Regions from separate parts of the Mus musculus genome. Here all the other regions are linked to region 2. The links are chromatin contacts, called in public HiChIP or PLAC-seq maps. All regions are on one chromosome and are shown on one strand. The core of a region is the stretch at or near the end of the contact, and the rest is flanking DNA. Distances in the headings are between cores, read along the strand shown.

Evidence for each region. HiChIP or PLAC-seq counts read pairs in DNA pulled down with a chosen protein or histone mark.
Region 1: a contact with region 2 is called in a FOXA1 HiChIP or PLAC-seq map of pancreatic cancer cells. The contact joins two enhancer-like sites. A contact is called at or near these places in 1 of 115 datasets of contacts at active chromatin or transcription factors (pancreatic cancer cells) and 2 of 9 other capture datasets (embryonic tail and embryonic trunk).
Region 3: a contact with region 2 is called in a FOXA1 HiChIP or PLAC-seq map of pancreatic cancer cells. The contact joins two enhancer-like sites. A contact is called at or near these places in 1 of 15 datasets of contacts at CTCF or cohesin (the NIH/3T3 cell line), 1 of 115 datasets of contacts at active chromatin or transcription factors (pancreatic cancer cells) and 1 of 9 other capture datasets (embryonic trunk).

Annotation. Positions count from the first base shown.
Region 1 is chr1:184,857,134-184,859,833 of GRCm38.p6, reverse strand. No RefSeq gene overlaps it. Among named protein-coding and RNA genes, the nearest start is that of Mtarc2, 13 kb to the right of the region's middle. Within about 2 kb of position 1,328, at least 20 of the 459 cell types and tissues checked have an H3K27ac peak or open chromatin away from gene starts, as enhancers often do. A contact at or near this core is called in pancreatic cancer cells, where this site is marked.
Region 2 is chr1:184,056,299-184,058,998 of GRCm38.p6, reverse strand. All of the region lies in intron 2 of Dusp10 (dual specificity phosphatase 10), which reads right to left. Among named protein-coding and RNA genes, the nearest start is that of Dusp10, 23 kb to the right of the region's middle. Within about 2 kb of position 1,433, at least 22 of the 459 cell types and tissues checked have an H3K27ac peak or open chromatin away from gene starts, as enhancers often do. A contact at or near this core is called in pancreatic cancer cells, where this site is marked.
Region 3 is chr1:184,611,653-184,614,352 of GRCm38.p6, reverse strand. No RefSeq gene overlaps it. Among named protein-coding and RNA genes, the nearest start is that of Gm23349, 33 kb to the right of the region's middle. Within about 2 kb of position 1,307, at least 27 of the 459 cell types and tissues checked have an H3K27ac peak or open chromatin away from gene starts, as enhancers often do. A contact at or near this core is called in pancreatic cancer cells, where this site is marked.

The DNA.
Region 1 (2,700 bases), core at 79-2,578, 800 kb before region 2:
TTGGAAAAAATCTTGTGTAGCCGGATGGGGGAGGGGTTGGGCATGCCTGCAACCCCAGCACTTAGGAGAGAGTGGCCTAAGGATAGGGTTTCAAGGCTATCCTCAGCCACATGGTAAGTTTGAGGCCAGCCTGAGCTACATAAGACCTTCTCTCAAAAAGCAAACAAAAAAGAGAGAAAGGGGGAGACAAAGGAGAGGAGGGGGGAGGGTTTTAAAGGCAACTGGTTTGTTGCTTTCAGAGACCAAGGTCTGCGTTAAAAGGAGGCTACCTAGGGGCCACGCTCCCTGAGCAAGTGTGTGCAGTGTAGACAACTGAAGCCTTTCTCTTTATTAATAGCTGGTGCATCTTTCCAAATCAACTAAGACAATTGGGAGAATCCCCCAAGAGACACGCCCATGGCCCAACCAGGGCTAGACAGTCTGAGACTCTCTTCTCAGGAAATTCTAGGTTATGCCAATTTGACGGTTAAAACCAGCTGTCCCAACCCACCATTTAAGGAGAAAGAGAGCCACATCTAGAGAAATAGGAGTTCAAGTGGTCAGGAGTGAGTAGTCCCTATAGGACTTGCTCTTGGGTTACACATATGTATCTTCAGCCATCCCTGAACCCAGGAGACTGGATGGTACTCTCGAATGCCTGTGAGGATTTAGTAACCTGTATTTAACACCTGTATTTTACATCCTGAAAGGACTTGTGATGCAGCTAGGTGACAGTGCACTTACCCAGTGGGTGCATTCAATCTTAGCAACACACACGATCGAGTGCCCAGCTATTTCATTTATCTAATCTCCATAACTATCTTCTTTCTGCTTCTTTTAGATTTAGTTCTCTCTCTCTCTCTCTCTCTCTCTCTCTCTCTCTCTCTCTCTCTCTCATGTCTTAAGCTAGAACATTAGTCACTCAGTATGATGGCTAGGTAGGTTCAGGTCGCCTTGACACGAACCAGTCTTTGAAAAGGGGGGACTTCAATGCCTCTGTAAGATCTGGCTGAAGGAGCTGGGCAAAGGTGGTACATGCCTTAATACTAGGACTCTGGAGGCAGAGGCAGAGGCAGAGGCAGAGGCAGAGGCAGAGGCAGAGGCAGAGGCAGAGGCAGAGGCAGAGGCAGAGGCAGAGGCAGAGGCAGAGGCAGAGGCAGAGGCAGAGGCAGAGGCAGAGGCAGAGGCAGAGGCAGAGGCAGAGGCAGGGGGATCTCTGTGAGTTCAAAGCTGGCCTGGTCTACAAAGTGAGTTTCAGGACAGACAGCCAGGGCTACACAGAAAAACCCTGTCTTGAAAAACAAAACAAAACTTCCTGCTGAAGGGCATTGTCTTAGTTAATGATTGATGGGCAAGAACCCAGCCCACTGTGGGTGATGTCATCTCTGGGTTGGTAGTTCTAGGTTCTATAAGAGAACAGGCTGAGGATGTGAGATCATTCTGGCTGCAATATCTGTTACTCTGTCACCCTGTTGATCACCTGGGTTGATTCGGCTGATCTGGCTGGCTAGGCAGGTGTTTGTTTCCTCCTTGGTGGCTCCATGTGTGTCCTTCCTGGAGCTGCACACTGGGCTTTGGTTGAAGAGTATTCAGGAAGACCTTCCCTGAATAGAGGATTGCTCGATGCTCCCCTTCTAGAACCTCCAAATGAAAAAAGCAAGCTGAGCAAACCACAAGGAGCAAGCCAGTAAGCAGCACCCCTCCATGGCCTCTGCATCTGCTCCTGCCTCCAGCTTCAAATATATATATATATATATGAAACAATGTTTCACTATGTAGCTCTAGTTGCCTCAAAGTAACAAAGATCAACCTGTCTGTGTCTCCTGAGTGCTAGGATTAAAGGACTGTGCTACCACATCCAGCTGTGTGTGTCTGTCTGTTTGTTGGTTGGTCAGTCTGTGTTTGTGTGTGTGTGTCTGTCTGTCTGTCAGTTGGTCAGTCTGTGTTTGTGTGTGTGTGTCTGTCTGTCAGTTGGTCAGTCTGTGTGTGTGTGTGTCTGTCTGTCGGTTGGTCAGTCTGTGTTTGTGTGTGTGTCTGTCTGTCTGTCAGTCAGTTGGTCAGTCTGTGTGTGTGTCTGTCTGTCTGTCAGTTGGTCAGTCTGTGTTTGTGTGTGTATGTGCCACCTTCTATATATGGAAGTCAAAGACAACCTTTCTTTACTACCTTGTGTGTTCCTGGATCCAAACTCAGGTGGTCAGGTTTGTTGGCAGCCACCCTAACCCACTGAGCCACCTCACTAACCCAGCTTCAGGTCTTTTCTCTGTTCGGATCCGAGTTCCTCTCAGTGCTGCTCCAGCATGGTCCTACAAGTTCTTCCTGCTTTATTTTTATCCTTGTTGGCTTAGCCATGTTTTCTAGTCCCCCTCATGATTTATTCTCTGACCGGCTGCTGTTTAGGAGTGGGTGTTTGGTTCTGAATAGTTGTGCTTTTCCCATATGTATTTCTGATGCTGTCTCCCCAGCTCCCACAGGCCGCACATGATTGCTGACTCACGGCCCTCCACGTTTTCAAACCCTGGAGCTTCATCCGCCCTGTGTGCCCAGCCATCACTGCGTCTGCTCTTGCTCTTTCGTTTCTTCTCCTTTGTAGGAACCCTTGTTAATATATTTTTATATATTATATAAATATACAAATATATATTTATATATAAATATATAACAAATAAATGTAATTTATTTGTGAACATAACTATTCACAAATATTATATACCGTGAATAAAG
Region 2 (2,700 bases), core at 184-2,683:
ATTTATCTTATACCCCAAATTAAACACATCACAACTTCACAGCGAAAATATGTTTCCCAATGGGATTTAAGTAAAATCCAATAAATCTCTAGAAACATCAAGGGCAAGCTTCAAAAGACTACATTCTTCTACCATGAAGCATTCCCACTGGAAATTATATTCAGAGAAAGTCATCAGAAGTCATCTATGGGCCGGGCGGTGGTGACACCTTTAATCCCAGCACTTGGAAGGCAGAGGCAGTCGGATTTCTGAGTTCGAGGCCAGTCTGGTCTACAAAGTGAGTTCCAGGACAGCCAGGGCTATACAGAAAAACCCTGTCTCAAAAACAAAAAAAAAAAAAACAAAAAAACAAACAAACAAACAAAAAAGTCATCTATGGTCAGGAGAGGGGAGGAAAAGACGAGGGTTACAATGGAGACTGGGGTTGGGACCCATGCCTAATGGTGATGAACAGAACTGGCCAGTCAAATCCGTAAGCCACTCAACTTGTTTTGAAGGAAACCCCACACTCAAACAACAGCGTTTACAGCCATGGATTTTGTAATGATCTGCAGGTCAAAGGGCTTTGGCCTGGGGAATTCAGGAAGCGAGATGGGAGAAGCGCCACTGCTCCTATCACAATTTGGAATGCTTTCTTTAGCCAATGTTTTCAGTCCGCAAAAAATATATCGCAACAGCTTCTACTTCTGACTTCTGTAAGTCAGAGCTATAAGTCTATATTTGGCAAGAATAGTTAGCAACGATAAGTATATTAACCATCAACTGCCTGGAAGGGAAGGCAGGAGCTGCCTCTGCAGCCACATGCCAAAGTCAAATCACCCGCAATGGCTGAGCTCTGCAAGGTCAAACTGAAACCAGGCATGGTCTCCATTCCCACGAAGAGATAGGAGAAAGGGTCTGGAAACCTCTGGAGGTGGTTGTTGTAGTGCCAGGATATAGTAACGGGTCAAAAGCTGAGGTGTCCCCATCTGGTAGACCACATTATGGTCCAACCAATACAGCCTGCTGGTCTGGAGTGGGATCATAGATTATAAACATAAGCTCAAGGTTACTGGAGAACCATCCCAGTAACCATCCCTGCAGCCCAGGAGGGAAGAACAGAAACCTGACCCTGTTTGCACTCCACCTCTGGCACCGTCGGACTTCCTAGGCACATTCCCTGAAGGCCATATCCAACATGGTACAGCGGGGGGAAGACCTCCTGAGGGCAGGGAATCACAGAGTAGCTCTTCTTTCCACACTAAAGGGACTCGGCTTCTTGCTTATGACATTTATTGCCAACCTCTTGGATGCAAGCTCATTGGTTAATTCTTTCATTCTTCCCTCCTGACCCCACCCCTCGAGCACTCCTTAAGCTCAACAAAGCCCTACTACAACACAAAGCAGACAGAGGTGAGTCACAGCAAGAACAGTCCGTTGGTAAGGTGTGAGACATCAATGATCTATTCCAAGGCTCTCTGTGTTTAACCACTCTTTCAAGTCATTCCCTCAGTGTGATACTGTGATACTAAGCAACGCACACCCAGATGACCCTGGCAATCTCCAAAGAGATAAGAGTGACTGTTTGTATGCCAACAAGGTGAGTGGCAGTCTGGGAGCCCTTAACACCTTCCAGATGGAAGTGATACCAGAAAGTAGAAAGCAGGGTTAGAGGCTAGGGAATTTCGGCTCTAGCCCTCAATCTTGATCTAGAGAAGATGAAAGTGAATTGCTCACCTATGGCCAAAAATGTCATCAATCATTCAGACTTAATGAAAACACCATAGAAACTCAAAAGAACAAGGTTTGGTGAGTTTCCAGATGGCTGGGCCATGTGGAAGTGACTGGAGGGATAGCATGCCTACATATGACACAAGACCTGCACATCGTCTTACATGGCTCTGCTGTCTGCCTGTTCATGTGCACGCTTTATAATATCCTTTATATTAAGCAAATTCACTAAATGTTTCTCCAATTTCTGTGAGCTGTCATGGCAAATTAATCAAATCTAGAGAATGAGTTCTAGAACTTTTATTGCCAGCTAGTTGGTCAGAAGTGCAGTGACACCCTGGGACTTGCAACCAGTACCAGGAGTTGGGAGTTCTGCTGCATTTGAGCCTTTGGCCTGGGAGAATCTTACATGATTTCCAAGTGAAATGTTAGGACATGCTGCTGCTGTCAGCTGAGGAACTATTCAAGGAGTAGAAGAAACCTCCACAGGATTATTCTATATGGGGAGGGTGCAGGAATCTGTTTCCGTTCCCATTACAAAGTAATTGAGGCGGGATACAAAGACAGATTTGTTTACTTCCTAGTTTCAGAGACTAAAGCTCTTACAGTATGGTGCTAACTTTGGTGAAGGTCACCTTGGCTGTGTCACATCATGACAGGTGGCATCACAGCTGGGATGGGAAATAGGGGGGACAGAAAACCAGGGTAACAGCTGGGCTGGACTACCCACTTCTTTTCTCATCATTTTTTTTTTAAATAACAACTCTGCTGTCAGGTTTCCACAAAACCAGTCTCATGCTCTACCAGGGACAGTGACAAGTTGACCTCCTATGAGGTATCAAACTTTGCAGTATCACCATGTCGGGAAAACATCGTTTCCAAAACATAGACACTTGAGGGCCACATTCCATCCTATCCTAACCATTGCAGAGCAGACAGCACGCAGGGCTCAGTGACTGTGGTCTCCCAGAAGGGCTCTTCCTGATATTA
Region 3 (2,700 bases), core at 58-2,557, 560 kb before region 2:
GTACTAGAGTTTGTATATGCTAGGAAAGTATTATCCTAAGTTCTTCCTAGTCTTCTGGAAGCCCTTTGGGATGGACAGAAGAATACTTTTGATATGTAACTACCTTTTAATTGATTAATTTTTTTTAGCACACTTTTAATTTTTGAAACTTTAAGTTACTCCAGATCTGTCTTGCGGTTTCTCTGCTGTGTCCTTAGAATCAGGCACTTTTCCAAGAATACCTGATTTCTTTCATGGGAGAGTAACATTTGGAAATCTAGATATGGACAGGATGCCAGAGTGGCAGCAATTCTAGCACCTTTGAGCAGGCAGAGTTAGGGGTTGTATGTATCGCTTATTTTTCTTCTGCTGTGATAAAAGACCCCAAGAGCAGCAATTTAAGGAAGGAAGTGTTTTTTGTTTTTTGTTTTTTGTTTTTTGGTTTTTTTTTTTTTTGGCTCACAGTTCCAGGAACAGTCCTTTGTGGTAATCATGACAATAGGAACTTGAAACAGCTGGTCACATTGTGTCCACACGCAGGAAGCTCGGGGAGGCAAATGGCTGTTCTCAGCTGGTCACATTGTGTCCGAACTCCAAGCACAGGGAGCCTTTTCCTTTTTAGGCAGTCAGGACAAAGCCCTAGAGTGGTGCCACCTATCTCCAGGATAGATTTTCCCACATCAGTTCACCTAAACAGCATAATCTCTCACAGATTTGCCAGAGGCCAACCTAGTCTAGATAATTCCTCTTAGGCGTGTCCAGAGGCTCCTCTCCTAGTTAATTCTAGGTCCTAACAAGGTGAGAATCAATGTTAATAAAGTGTCACAGTGTGTGTGTGTGTGTGTGTGTGTGTGTGTGTGTGTGTAATTTAGCCTGTGTCAGTATGCACACAAATCTGTATTATTTCTATCCTAATCTACAACAGTGATGTAAGCACTGGTTCACGCTGCCATCTCAGATTCTACTTTAGTAGCTGATGTGGTCTCAGCCTTCTCTTGATTAGCTCTAGCTTCTCTCATTAACAGTAAGAAACCCGATCTCATTATCTAGGTAAGATTTTCTCTAATTATTTTTTAGCTTTACTGTACATGTTCAGAATACCTGCACCCTTGTAAGAGACAACTAGAATACTCCAACTAGTCGGCTTGCCCACAAAGATCCCCTGTAACTGTCTCCTAACTGCTGGGATTCCAGGCTGGCCACCATGACCACTTGGATTTTCTAGGGTTGCTGGGGATTTGAATGAACTCTGGTCCTTAAGCTTGCAATACAAATACTTTATGCACTGAGTCATCTCCTCAGCACCAATGCCCAGGCTTTTATATTAGTATAAATTTCCAGTTCACTTGAGTAAACACGTGGTATTTTGAATATGCTCGTCCCAGGGAATGGCACTGTTAGTAGGTGTGGCCTTGTTGGAAGAACGGGCTTGGAGACCTTCCTCTTAGCTGCCTGGAAGACAGTCTTCTCCTGTCTGCCATTGGATCAAGATGTAGAATTCTCAACTCCTTCTCCAGTGCCACGCCTGCCTGGACTTTGCCATGCTCCTGCCTTGATGGACTGAACCTCTGAATCTGTAAGCCAGTGTCATTTAAATGCTGTCCTTTTTAAGAGTTGCCTTGGTCATGGTGTTCATAGCAACGGAGACCGTAACAAGACAACACCTAGGGTTGATGGGATGCATGGTCAAGTGTGTGTCTGGTTGTATAAGAAACTACAAAAGGCCAAAGTCATTCTACTGAGTCACCTGGTCAGCAAAGGACAGCAGTGGCCCCTGTTTCTCATGCTCTGGAGTGTTCTGAGTGCCTGCTAGGCTGTACAGTGAGATCTTGTTTGACTTGAATTTGCATTTCTCTAATCACAACTAGGCTGGCTATTTCCAGGAATTCACCCCCTTTTAAAAAAGAAAAGATATGTCTACATTGTTAGTCTTTGATTATATACACGATCTGTACATCTTTTCTCCAGTCTCTGGTTTTCTTTTTCCTTATCTTTGCTTTAAAGCTTTATGTGTGTGTGTGTGTGTGTGTGTGTGTGTGTGTGTGTGTGTGTGTGTGCCTGCACATGTGCACAGGTTCTTGTGCTCAAATGTGTGTAGGTACAGGTACGCATATGCACAGAGTGTGTATGGAGGTCAAGGGACAACTCTGGGTGCAGTCCTCAAGAGCCTTACACCTTTGGTTTGAAACATCCCTTTTGCTTGGCCTGGAACTTGGTTTGCCATGTAGGCCAGAGCAGCTTGCTTATAAATTTCTGGGGAGTCACTTGGTCTCTTGTTTCATTTGTAGCCATGTAGGAGCACGCTCACCCCATGTCTCCCTCGCCCTCTGTGGTACATGTATGTGTGCATTTGCTGGGTACTGTGGAGGCTGGAGGTTGATGTTTGGGAGTCTTTAATCACATTTCTACCTTAGACCCTGTGACAGGCTCTCACTGAACTTGCAGCTTGTCTTTCTGTTAGTCTAAGCTGGATAACTAACAAGCTCTGAGGACCCACCTGTCTCTGCTGTGCTCCTCAGTGCTGGGCTACAGTCACATGCTGCTATGCCCAGATTTTTGTTTTGGGTGCTGCAGATCCCACTTCAGTTTCTCAGGCCTGCATAGTAGGTGCTTTGTTGTTCCAGTCCCCTTTTCCACTCTGCAGCCAGATTTTTATGTGGTCTCTGAGACCCAAACTCAAGCTTTTAGACTTGCAAGCTAAGTGCTTCACTGTCTGAGCCA